2 separate regions of the Mus musculus genome follow, and region 2 is linked to region 1. The links are chromatin contacts, called in public promoter capture Hi-C maps. All regions are on one chromosome and are shown on one strand. Each heading gives the region's core, a stretch centred on a gene start, on an enhancer-like site or on the middle of the called end of the contact. The rest is flanking DNA. Distances are from core to core; before and after follow the strand shown. Region 1 holds the start of Sh3rf3 (SH3 domain containing ring finger 3). Region 2 holds the start of Micu1 (mitochondrial calcium uptake 1).

What was found. Promoter capture Hi-C pulls out the DNA fragments that hold promoters and counts their contacts.
Region 2: a promoter capture Hi-C map of embryonic stem cells shows a contact between it and region 1, with 4 times the contacts expected there. The contact joins the promoter of Micu1 here to the promoter of Sh3rf3 in region 1.

Annotation. Positions count from the first base shown.
Region 1 is chr10:58,809,926-58,816,151 of GRCm38.p6, forward strand. It overlaps Sh3rf3 (SH3 domain containing ring finger 3), which reads left to right and starts at 3,434. Exons shown (of 10, transcript NM_172788.3): 1 at 3,434-4,201. The coding sequence starts at 3,650.
Region 2 is chr10:59,699,697-59,705,922 of GRCm38.p6, forward strand. Micu1 (mitochondrial calcium uptake 1) reads left to right here and starts at 2,867. Exons shown (of 12, transcript NM_144822.3): 1 at 2,867-2,991.

The DNA of each region.
Region 1 (6,226 bases), core at 2,184-4,683:
TTCTTCTTCTTCTTCTTCTTCTTCTTCTTCTTCTTCTTCTTCTTCTTCTTCTTCTTCTTCTTCTTCTCCTTCTCCTTCTCCTCCTCCTCCTCCTCCTCCTCCTCCTCCTCCTCCTCTTCCTCCTCTTCCTCCTTCCTCCTCTTCTTCTTCACCTTCTTCTCCTTCTTCTTCTTTCTGTCCCTTGTAACTCCGTGGCTCAGGCCTCCAGCTTCCTTACCACTTTCTGGTTCCCAGAATTGGAAACAATCTTGCAAATGAGATCTGACAAGTCCGAGGTCTGATGGGACTCTTTCCTCCTGTATCACAGCCTGTAACCTTACATTCAGGCATCTGAAGACTTCATGACTTTCCTCTACTGCCAATGCTAGATGGACGACACATGTTGGCTCACAGTATTCTGGTGGTTGACTGAATTCCCAGCTATTTTTATATGAATGGCTGCAAAGCCAGCTCGTCCATCACTGACTTACATACTTGGCTTATTGAACATGTGAAACTTTAGCCAAGAAACCTAAAACTGTATTCGTAATGCTTCAACTATTTAGGCCACACCCTTGAGTTTTTTTTTTCTTTCAGACTATACTGGAATACTTCAACCAGAACTTGCGAACTGGAGCTCTTTGGGCTAATTTAGTCACATATTTATTTTTGGTTGAATTTGAAAACAGAATTATTTGTCGACTGTTCAACATACTTACAGAAAGTTAGGCCTCTAATTCTCTTAAAAGACAGGAAGATGTCGCAATACTTGACATCGTTTCTTCAGAACAGTGAATGAGAGATTGCCACTGTCAAGGAGTCGTCTTCCCTTGGAAGGTGCAGGTAGCACATCACAGGGTGGAATCTAGCTGCTGACCTGATTTGCATGCCCCGCCCAGCCTTCACTCGACTTTGGCAACTGGGGCTGACAACTGTGGGAGTGGGCTGTGGTGGGTGCTGGGGCTGACCGGGATCACAGGAAACCCAGGCACTATGGGTCCAGTAGCTTTTCATTTATCCATCTTCACTGTGGTTGTACATAATGAGGGACTCAGAGGACAGACATGTCCTGGGCTCTCAGGACATCTTTTTGCTTTCCTAGATGCTTGTTCTGGGAACCATACTTCCTTTTCTGTGCCACTTCCAAGGGTGCTGCCAGATTTCATACGGTTTTGCTTCTTTCTATAGACACCACCTCAGAGGACAGCTGCTGCTAGCTCAGGCTAGGTTACAGGACTTTCAAACTTCTAGTAAGACCATGAAAGTATCAGATGCCCATCTTGTCAGTGGGTGATGCTAATTTCATGCTATACTGCTGGATCCAGTACAAGCGGCAGTCATATTTTCTATCATGCGGTGACTGGTGCCCAGCGCACGGTGGAGGGAAGGAGGAAGCCACCACATATACAGGGGAAGAACATGGCTTAGGAGAATCTGCCTGCACTAGTCTGCCCCAGCCCTTAGCCTGTAGTCCCCTAAGATTACTTTTATTTTGCACCTTTTAAAATTCTCCTAAGCTTTATTTCTCTCTTGCATCCAAAAGCACTCAGGCTATATCATCATGGACAGCAACTTTGTTCTTTGTTCTTTGCACACACACCCTTTCCCGGGTCCTGATCACCACTCATAAATCAGGCATTCTGGACCCTCTCACAATTCCCCTTGGGTGTTCCTGAGCAAAAGTCACTCACCTCCCTACCCCCTTCATAACAGACAATAGACAGACATAGGCAATAATAGACATAGACAGACAATTCTATCTTATACCCTTGCCAATACTTGTGTAAATGATACAGAGATCGGCTGGGACAACTCTATGCTCCTGGGAATTTCCAGAGACTAGCAGTCTGATAGGAACTCAGGATATCTGGAATTGGGGTGCTAAATACTGCATTCAAATCATCACTGGATGAGATCAAGTCACTCTTTCGATCATTCAATGGATATTTACTAAACACGCCGTGTGGAAGATACTACTACACTGTAAGGGACACGTGGCTTATAGGCAACCGCTCTGCTACCATGTGGTCTTTTTGCATTTGGGTTCTGTGGTCACAAAAACCACATTTAATAAAATGGCTTCATAATAATGAGAATCAATTTCCTTACCCGTGTAATGAAGTTAAAGCAATTATTTCACAGGGTTGTTTAAGAGCATTAAAACAATGCAGATATTATGTTGGCATTTAAGTATCAGCAAAATTTTTTTCTCCCTAAAAACGAAGAAAAGTGACATTCAGCTTCACAAACAACAGGGCAGCCCAACCGGCAGGAGGGGCATCCACACCACTTTGGATGCTTGCCCTGGCATCTCCCAGCTGTGCATCATCCAGCTTTCTGGACCTTTGCCTGTGCGGGGCTCGAGAGCGTTGGGAACACGAGGGGCCCACCAGGGGGCAGCACACGGTAAGAAATCTTGTACACCGACCGCAGCCCACCGCCAAACTTCCCTGCTGCTCCAGGTCCTCGTACGTACTTCCGTCGCTCTGACGCTCCCAGAACCCCGGGCATCGGGAAGGAGCGCACATTCCCCCTCTTTTGAGCCTCCCGAGGAATATTTGGAGCTGGGTTCATCAGAGCTCACCAGAGCGGGCGCTGGAGTCTTTCACCGCGCCGCCAGGGGCGCGGCGCTCGGCCAGGGTGTGCTGGCGCGTGGGCGGCGGCGTCAGTCACACATCAGTGATTCTGGAGAGGGCAGCCGGCTTCCCGAAGGAGTAGTCGCGGCCCCGGCAGCCCCCGACCCGGCCATCTCCAGCGACTTCCCTTCTCGCCTCAAGGGACACCCCCGCACCTATACCCACAGCTGTCACTTGGGCATGCTGGCAGGAGAGGGGACACAAGCAAGAGTGCTCCCTGGAGTCGTCCAGAAGGATGCCTGGGTGTCTGATGCGTCCTCCGGCTGCTCTCCAGCGCTGGCTAAGAAAGCAGTCGGGATGATGCTCCCAAACTTTCCTTCGCGGAGGCGTTGAGAAGAAACGTCCCTTCCTGAAGCTCGCGGAGAATCCAGAGTCTGGCGTCCAGAGGGGACAGGGCCAAGCCTGCGCAGGGGAAGTTCTCCGGAGCCCCGGAGGTGGCCTAAAGGGAGAAGCTCCAAGGCAGGAGAGGTGTCCGTTTCCCAACACCCCCGCAGTGACTGTGACCTCTGCGCGTCCCCCGCACATGGTCCCGCGACCCAGGGACGAGATCCGGCTGAGCTAGTTGAGCAAGGCGGCGGTGCTCTGGCAGCCCGAGGGCGCATGGAGGCGCCGAGGGGGGCGGTGCGGCTCGCCTGCGGCGCGGGGGAGCGTGCACGCCGCGCCCCGGTCTCCCTGGGGACCTGGCCGGCCTCTCCCTGCACTCCCCGCTGCTGGGCTCCCGGGCGCGGGCGGCGCGGCAGCACAGGTGTTGCCCGCAGCGGCGGTGCGCGCGCGTAGGCTGATTGGGCTCGGCTGGCTGGAGTTGCCTCGGGGCTCCGGAACTCCGGTGCCTGCCTCGCGGGCAGGCTCGGCGTGTCACTTTGCAAATCGTGGAGGCTAGTGCCTCGGGCTGTCAGCACGCGCCGCGCGGGGACCGAACCCTGTTTATTGACGGCGACTGCCCGGGCTAGGCGCAAATGCCCGCTCTCCTCGGCGGGCCGGGCTCTGGCTGCTAGACTTAGGCGGCTCGCTGGGCCCGCGCTGGCGCCTCCCCCATGCTGCTTGGGGCGTCCTGGCTGTGCGCGTCCAAGGCGGCGGCCACCGCAGCTCGGGGCGAGGGCGAGGACAGGCAGGGTGAGCAGCAGAGGGGGGCCCAGGCGAGGACTGAAGAGGATATGGACGAATCATCGCTGCTGGATTTGCTGGAATGCTCTGTGTGCCTGGAGCGCCTGGACACTACGGCCAAGGTGTTGCCATGCCAGCACACCTTCTGCCGACGCTGTCTGGAGAGCATCGTGTGCTCGCGCCACGAACTACGTTGTCCCGAGTGCCGCATCCTGGTGGGCTGCGGTGTGGACGAGCTGCCCGCCAACATACTGCTAGTGCGCCTGCTGGATGGCATCCGCCAGAGGCCCCGCACGGGTGCCAGCCCGGGGAGCAGCCCTCCCGCGCGCCCGGGCCCCGGTACGTTCTCAGCGCTCGCTGGTGGCGCTGGAGGGGCGACAGGCAGTCCCCCGTGTTCTCCGGTCTTTCTCTCAGCGGCCGCAGGCAGCTCTACCTCCAGTTTGTGCGACGTGGCGACTAATAGGAGTGTGCCAGTGGCTAAGGTAAGAATGTATCCCAGTGACATGGCGCCACTGTGTGGGAATGTGTAAGCTTGTCCGCACGTGTATGTGCAAGTAGTTTGTGATTAGAAGTAGAGGGACTAGCCGTGGATCCCCGTGGCCCACTCGTTTGTTTTATTCTTCTTTAACAACTTCTCTGTTTCCCAGGGACTCTGCCTAGCTGTCAGTTCCTACTTTACCAGTTCTTGACTACATCCCATCACATACATTCCTCTGCCCCACATCCTTACTTCAAACTTCTTGTGGGCACCTTAAGTCGCTTTCCAAGCTCAGTCCTTACATCTTCTCCCCCAAACCTGTTCATATGTGAGGCAGAACCCATCCTCTCATTAGGTGGACATGCCATCTGTCCTGCCGTTCTCTACCACTTCCATTTTGACTAGGCTGGCCGGTCCTGTATGTCTGTCTGTTGATCCATACATCCATCCACTCATCTATCTTTAACTTTGATCACCCCTCCAATTCTCCAGAAACAACCATCTTTTGCCACACCTCCTCAGTCCTGCTCTTCCCTCTCAGACCACCAATTGGGGACTTATTGCTTAATGGTTCACTGGTTCTGATCGCTGACCGGGAGTTAGCAGTCTCTTGCTGCTTAGCCGTGGAGGACAGGGGAGAGGGCAAAGTGGCAGACATTGCCCGGAGAGTAACTACAGCTGCCCCAGAAAGAAGGACTTCGCCTAAAATCTTCAGGAACACTTACTCTGTCTTACTCTTAGGCTTGGCACTCTCTAGTCAAGCTTTGCTTGTGGGCTCTTAAGCAGGGTTGCTTTCCCAGGTGGACAGTTGTTTTTAATTTTCGTTATTAGATTTAGCACGGCCGCATTATATAGACTTCACGACTTCTGTTTTTGCTGGAGGACGTTTTGTGGATGGCTGAATTTGAGTTTTCTATGGATCAGGAAGAGAGGGTCGGCAAAGACATGCAAGGAGTATGCATGCCTTCTTAGGATGGTCACTGAAGGATCAAAATTGAAATTTGGCTTTTAATTGTGATTAAATCTAGCCATTTGCTTCATTGGAAGTTCAGAAACTTTTCTTTTTTTTTCCTTTTCCATTTTTAATTAGGTATTTAGCTCATTTACATTTCCAATGCTATACCAAAAGTCCCCCATACCCACCCACCCCCACTCCCCTACCCACCCACTCCCCCTTTTTGGCCCTGGCGTTCCCCTGTACTGGGGCATATAAAGTTTGCGTGTCCAATGGGCCTCTCTTTCCAGTGATGGCCGACTAGGCCATCTTTTGATACATATGCAGCTAGAGTCAAGAGCTCCGGGGTACTGGTTAGTTCATAATGTTGTTCCACCTATAGGGTTGCAGATCCCTTTAGCTCCTTGGGTACTTTCTCTAGCTCCTCCATTGGGAGCCCTGTGATCCATCCATTAGCTGACTGTGAGCATCCACTTCTGTGTTTGCTAGGCCCCAGCATAGTCTCACAAGAGACAGCTACATCTGGGAACTTTCGATAAAATCTTGCTAGTGTATGCAATGGTGTCAGCGTTTGGATGCTGATTATGGGGTGGATCCCTGGATATGGCAGTCTCTACATGGTCCATCCTTTCATCTCAGCTCCAAACTTTGTCTCTGTAACTCCTTCCAAGGGTGTTTTGTTCCCACTTCTAAGGAGGGGCATAGTGTCCACACTTCAGTCTTCATTTTTCTTGAGTTTCATGTGTTTAGGAAATTGTATCTTATATCTTGGGTATCCTAGGTTTTGGGCTAATATCCACTTATTAATGTGTACATATTGTGAAACTTTTCTTTCTTGCCCATGTTGCTTTTAATCTAACATCAGAATTAAAGACTTGTATTTGCAAGATCTGTTTGTTGCTTCCTCCTGCTTCGGTAATTAAATGACTTTTGGAGCTATGATTCTGGTGAGATGCTTGGGCCTTTTGACAGCTGCTGACAGATGAGGGTCCAGCGCACCTTGAGGAGTTGTAGTTGGCTTGGAGCTTACGGAAGCCTCTGATGGGGAGAAAGGCACAGCCTCAGAATTAGCTC
Region 2 (6,226 bases), core at 1,617-4,116, 890 kb after region 1:
ACCTTTTCCAACAAGACCACGCCCATCCCCAACAAGGCCACACCCAATCCCTCAAGGCCACACCTCCAAATAGTGCCACTCTCTGGACTGAGCTTATAGGAACCATCGAACCAGCACATTGTTCTCCCTTTAATTCTCCCATAGTCCCACAGTTGGCCATCTCGAAGCCCTTCAAGTTTTTGGCATGCACCTTTTAATTTCCTGGGTACAGCCAGACTTTCTAACACAAGATGTTCCAGATCCTCTTGGACCTTTCTGCCCTCGCCCTGAATTCAACCATTTCTCCATGAACGCCGGCTTCCTTTTATAAAAGTGGAAAAAAATGGATTTAGGACTCAAAATAGGAGAAGCGATTCTTTGATTTTGTAGTTACCTTCAACTACAATGAAAAAGAATAGATTTAAAATTTTTATGTATCGTTGATTCAGCTGGTCTTCCTTGCTTCATTTGTGATAGATAAAAAGAAAGGAATATTTAAGGTTTAAAAAATTTTTTTTCTTACTTATTTGAATATAATTATTTCTGGCCATAATTATCAGGAAAGAACATACACACTACAATAGCAACTAAGAACTTAACTTCTAAATGATACTGGACTATACTAGTTCCTCAACAAGAATCTGTGGGGTGGCAAACAGCTCAATTCTAGAGGGCTTCCTAGACTGTACAAAGTTCGGTGTTCAGTCTCCAGCACTACAGAAGAGAGAGGAAAGCTTTGGAAATCTGCATAGGTTTTTAAAGACTATAATTTATAAAACTCTGAAGATAGATATAATGAAGGATGGGGAGTCTATTTTGAATTCATTTGAAAGAATTGAATGGAAGGCTTATGAAATGACACTCCAGTCACTCAGATGCCTGTCTCAGGAGAGATTCACTTTTCACTGTGGTGTAATAAGTTGAGCCTGCTGTGGTCACACCTGGAATTGCTACTTTTATGTATGTGATAAAAATAGGTAACTAGGAAATGCTTGAAAGCATGTCAATTAATATGTTGGCCCAACTGAAAGAGAAAAAAAACTTCTCTCTCTCTCTCTCTCTCTCTCTCTCTCTCACACACACACACACACACACACACACACACACACACACACACACACACAAAATAGCGCAGGATTTCTAGTATAATGTACTTTTGCTATACTGAAGACAAAATAGAGATATTTTATTCTGTGGCATGGAGGGGAAAAAAAGACCCAAATCCATTTCTTTTCCCATTCAACACCTACATGGAAATCACATGGGACTATGAAGATCCAGATTTCTGAGCACCGTTCTAGTCCAGTGAGTGTATCTTAGGATCCAGGAATCTGTGTTATTTTACCCTGAGCCAGGCATAGTAGTGCATGCCCACAACCCCTGCACTTTGGAGGCCAAGGCAGGAGGATTACCATGAGTTTGAGAACAGCATGGGTACCCTAGCCTATATAAAAAGAACTGTCTCAAATAAAAACCTAAACCAAAAATCTCTCCAGTTAAGTGTGAGGCATTTGATTATCAACATGGCATGGGAACTACTGGTGTGGGGCAGGGGAGGGATACCTGGATATTTCTTCTTATATTTATTTACATATTATTATGTGTGTGAGTATGTGTGTGGGGTGACACATTTGCTATGGTACATGGATGGAGGTAAGGGAAAAATTTGCTATTTATGTAGCTGAGGACAACCTAAAGACAATTCCTGATCCTCCTGCCTCCGTCTCTACAGGGGTTATAGTCATATACCAACATGCCCAACTTAATCATTGTCTTCCTTGATCTTGATGGATTTTTATGTTTGGCTTGGTTTTTCAGACAGGATCTTATAGAGCCCACACTAGCCTCAAACTCACTATGTAACTAAGTATGGCTTTGAACTCCTGATCCTACTGCCTCTATCTCTCAGATTCTGGGATTACAGTTCTATGCCACCACATCTGGCTGAAAATTTTATTCAACAATTTATATATTGATGATTTTTTTTCTCTTTTCCTTATTCAAATAAAGAGTTAATTTATCCCGTGAGCCTCCAAAGTGTTCTATGGTATTTACGATGCAATGTGAAATTTACAAGTTTCAGAGATAACAAGATGTGTGTCCCAAGAGAAGACTTTTATTCGCTCTTTTCTCCTTCCCTTTTTTCATGTATGTATGTATGTATGTATGTATGTATGTATGTATGCATGCAGGTATGTGTGTTCCGCAGCATGGTTCTGAAGGTTAGGAGACAACTTGCATCAGTCAGTTCTCTCCTTCCACCATAAGTGTCCTGGGACTCAAATACGGGTTATCTGGTTTGGTAGTAAGAGCCCTTACCTGCTGAGCTCCTCTGTTTCATAATTTGACACAGGTCTAAGTAAACCACACTAGCCTCTAAGTTCCAAGTGTTGGGAGACTAGCGGGGACTTCCTGGAAGGAGTGAACGTGGAGAACTGGAGGTGGATAAGATTAAGATACATTATATCTTACGAAACTGTCAAAGAATAAATAAAAGATGTTCCTAAAATAAAACCAGTGTGAGCCTCTAGACTGGTGGGAAGAACCTCGTTATCAATTTCCCACTTACGGAAGAGCAGGGTTTAACTAGAAAGAGGCACAGGAGAGGTGGACTTTGACAGCAGAGAAACAAAATCAGCAATGGAATGCAGGAGGGATTTTGCAAATCTGCCGGCATTCCCGCCTAAACAGCGAGGGCGTGGCACCGACGTGTGGGCGGGGCTGAGGACAGGGCGGGCCCCCAGGCGAGGGCGGAGTCTTGACTCGGGGCGGGATCCGAAGTGTGGGCGGGCCCCAGAGAAGGGCGGGGTTGCCTCTCCGCCCCGCCCCATTTTCCCCAACTCGGTTCCTCCCTGCTACGTTTCATCAAGATCCCGGCAGGCCCAGCGGCTAAGGGAGTCACGTGAGAGTGGGCGGAGGACGCAGAGCGGGGCTCCCCGGCATTTGCGTCTCTATGGTTGTCAGAGGTGGGCGGCATTCTCCGAGTTGCTGCTAAAGCTGGAGCGCGGACGGGTGAGTGTGAGGAATCTGATCGCCTGGAGGCGAGTTTAGGGGAGGGGAAGTCGGCGCATTTTGGGGACGAGCCTTTCGTGTGGCTCTGAGATCCGGCCACTTTTCAGGTCCGCCAGGGACTGCTGCTGTCTTGGTGATGCTGTTGGTGATATGCTGAGGGGACTCTCGGTCCTCCGCTCCCTTCACCCTATCACCCCTTATCCCTGTCAGGGAGAACTTGTAGTGCCCGGCTTCTAGCCTCAGAGTGCATCCTCTCCACCTGCGGCCAGGACACACTAGTTCTCCCGGAATTCGTGGATGTGGTCAGAAGTAGATGGAGGAGTTTAGAGCTGTGACAGAAAGATAGATAAATACATGTATTGGGGATAGAGAAGATGGGGCGGGGGGATCATTGGCCTTTTAGAAAAGCAAAACAAACTGCAGACTTCTCGGACTGTTCCGTTTTTTATCCTCACCAGCAACTTCGCGTTCTCATTCTCCCTTTCTCTGTCTGTGCCCAGTCCCAGTCGGGGCTACCCACACGATGTTTCGAGAATGAGCCAGGTATTACTGATTATGTGGGATGCTAGAAGAAGAGTTTAAGGCGGACTGTGTTTTATAATAAGTTGTCACCTTTATAAATCCGAGGTTTTGTCTACAGTCCCTTTCAGGTGCTTGAAGTGCAAATATTTGTGCATGTAAATAAATAATTAAGATTAAATAATTTTCTTCCTGAGACATTTTGGAAAGACCTATTTTTTTCCCGCTTGTTTATAAATACATGTTTTGATCCACTTCTGGGATGACTCCCTTAATAAACCTCTGTTTACTTTAAAGCAGTCAGTAGGGTCAGACAGGGAGGTGATTTAACAGCATTAGAAAGGAGTGTGTGCTGGAGATGAAACACATCTGTTGGGGAGTTTAGGTTTCACTGATTGTCAGCCTTTGAGACATAACAAACAGTTGGCGGACTCGACCATCCTGAATGTTTGCCGGTGTGGACAATGTGATGCTTGTTTAGAATCTTATCCTAAAGAGTTTAGAATGCCACTTATCCGGGAAGATGTTCTGGCCACCAGTTACTTTGTTTTGTTTGAATTCTTTTTTGTTCTGTTTTTTTTTTTTGAGGTAGGTTCCCCACCCCCATCACTAGGTTTGGCCTTAAAGTCTGAATCTTTCTGTCTCTGCCAACTGAATGGTGGGTGGGATTACAGGCCTGCCCAGACCTTACAGACTTCAATGGGTTCGGTCCCCACTTCTCATCAATCTTTGATTCTGTTTTGCTTAAAGACATCACCCTGGCTACCTACTGATGCCAAGAAAGAGTCATCAACACCTAAGTATCCGCACAGGGGTCATAACATTCAAAATAATATTAGCAGAAAGTGAAGATTCTGGAATGGCTGGTGTGCCTGGAGAGAATGATAGGAGCCAATGATAAAGCCAATTCTGGTAAAAGCAAGAGCATCACTGCCTTTATTATAGTTTCATGGAGTGGTTACTGTATTCAGTAAATCCATCCATCCATCTGTCCGTCTGTCTGTCCATCCACCCATCTATTGATACAGTGTTTCACTGTGTTGCCCAAGCTGGCCTTGAACTCCTAGGTATAAACACCCTGCCTCAGGCTCTGTAACTTGCTTTCTTATGCTTAGAGGAAAAAAAAACTAATAATACATAATTCCTCATGTAATTGAATATCACATGAAATAATTATAACCGTTATATTTAACTGAACAACTACTTTAGACCTTTGTAGTCATTTTAAAGACTCAAGTAATTAATGATGCTCTCCCCGCCAACCCCCACAGTTGGCTGAATATTTAATGGCAGTCTTCTGCCTCAGGCTCCTGAGTGCTGGGATTATAGGCATGTGCCACCAGGCTGGCAGTAAAGCCATATATATGTATGTATATTATATGTATGTATATACACACACACATATATATACACACATACATATACACACACATACACACAACATATATACATACAACATATATATGTATATATATGTTTACTTTTAAACTGCAAAGTTAGTTTTAGCTCTTGAACAGTTTCAACAGTATTGAAAGCACAAGCTAAATACTCTCCATTTTCCCCCAAAGAGTTATCTGGTATACTTCCTTTTATATAAAAGTACTTTTTAAAAAAAAGGTTTACCACAATATCCCCCCAACTTCTAATAGAAAGAGCTTCCTTTGATGCCAAAAAAGGGAGTGGATTCCTTTCCAGGTGCTCTGATTTAGTGTTTCATGAGGGGAAAAAATGTTAATTCTTTAAAAACACTAAATGTTACTCTCTGGGCATGTGTTAGACACCTGAGAAGTATCTTGAAATGGTTTTGTTTCTTCTTATAAAAACAGTGTGTCCTGTTCAAAAGTGGGAACATTACAAAACCTGTAACATTGGGCTGAGTGTGGCGGTGCAGGTCTTTAATCTGAGCTCTCCAGAGGCAGAGGCTGTCAGACGTCTTTTGAGTTCCACACCATCCTGGTCCACATAGTGAATTTCAGGCCATCCAGCGCTACATAGTAACACCATGTCTCAAAAAAAAAAAAAAAAAAATTCACCCACCCACCTACCAAGTCAAGGTTATTACTAATCTCCAGAATCATTTCCTTTTGGGGAGATGTAATTGGGAATTCTGGGAAAATAATTGAAACTTGGCCTCATACTCCTTAGGAAAGGCTTGCACCCCAGAAGAGCTCCTCATGTCCTCTATATATCTAGCACGTTTCTGTGCGGTGCCTCACTGGCCAGCAATGCCAGCTTGTGCCTCTGTTTATCCTGGAGGTTTTCCCTGCTGCCAGGGAGATAGAAAGCTCTTTGTGGCCAGGCTTGGGTTTCTTACCATGGACTAGGAGAAAGGAAAACATGGTCTCACCCCACACACATTAATGGGGTGGGGGGAGAGGGGAACATTTGGTTTCTAAAGGAAAACAATTGCGGTGTTCGATCCTGCTGAAGGGAGGTCGGTTGTATGAAGGCGGAAACAATAGATATTTACAAGTATTTGTATTCTAACTGAAGAGGTCTTCTTTTCCTTTGAGATATAAATTACTTATATTTGTAGTCTGGGCGTTGACGTCTGCTTTTTAAAATATCTATTATTAATAAAATTTGAATTTTGAGCCCTTCCTTTGCATAGGTGTGTATTGTTGTTACAGGTGTGGTGTCTTGGCTCTGGAGTATCTTTTTTTAGCTTTATTTATTTTAATGTTGTGTGCATGGGTACTTTGCCAGCATGTATGTC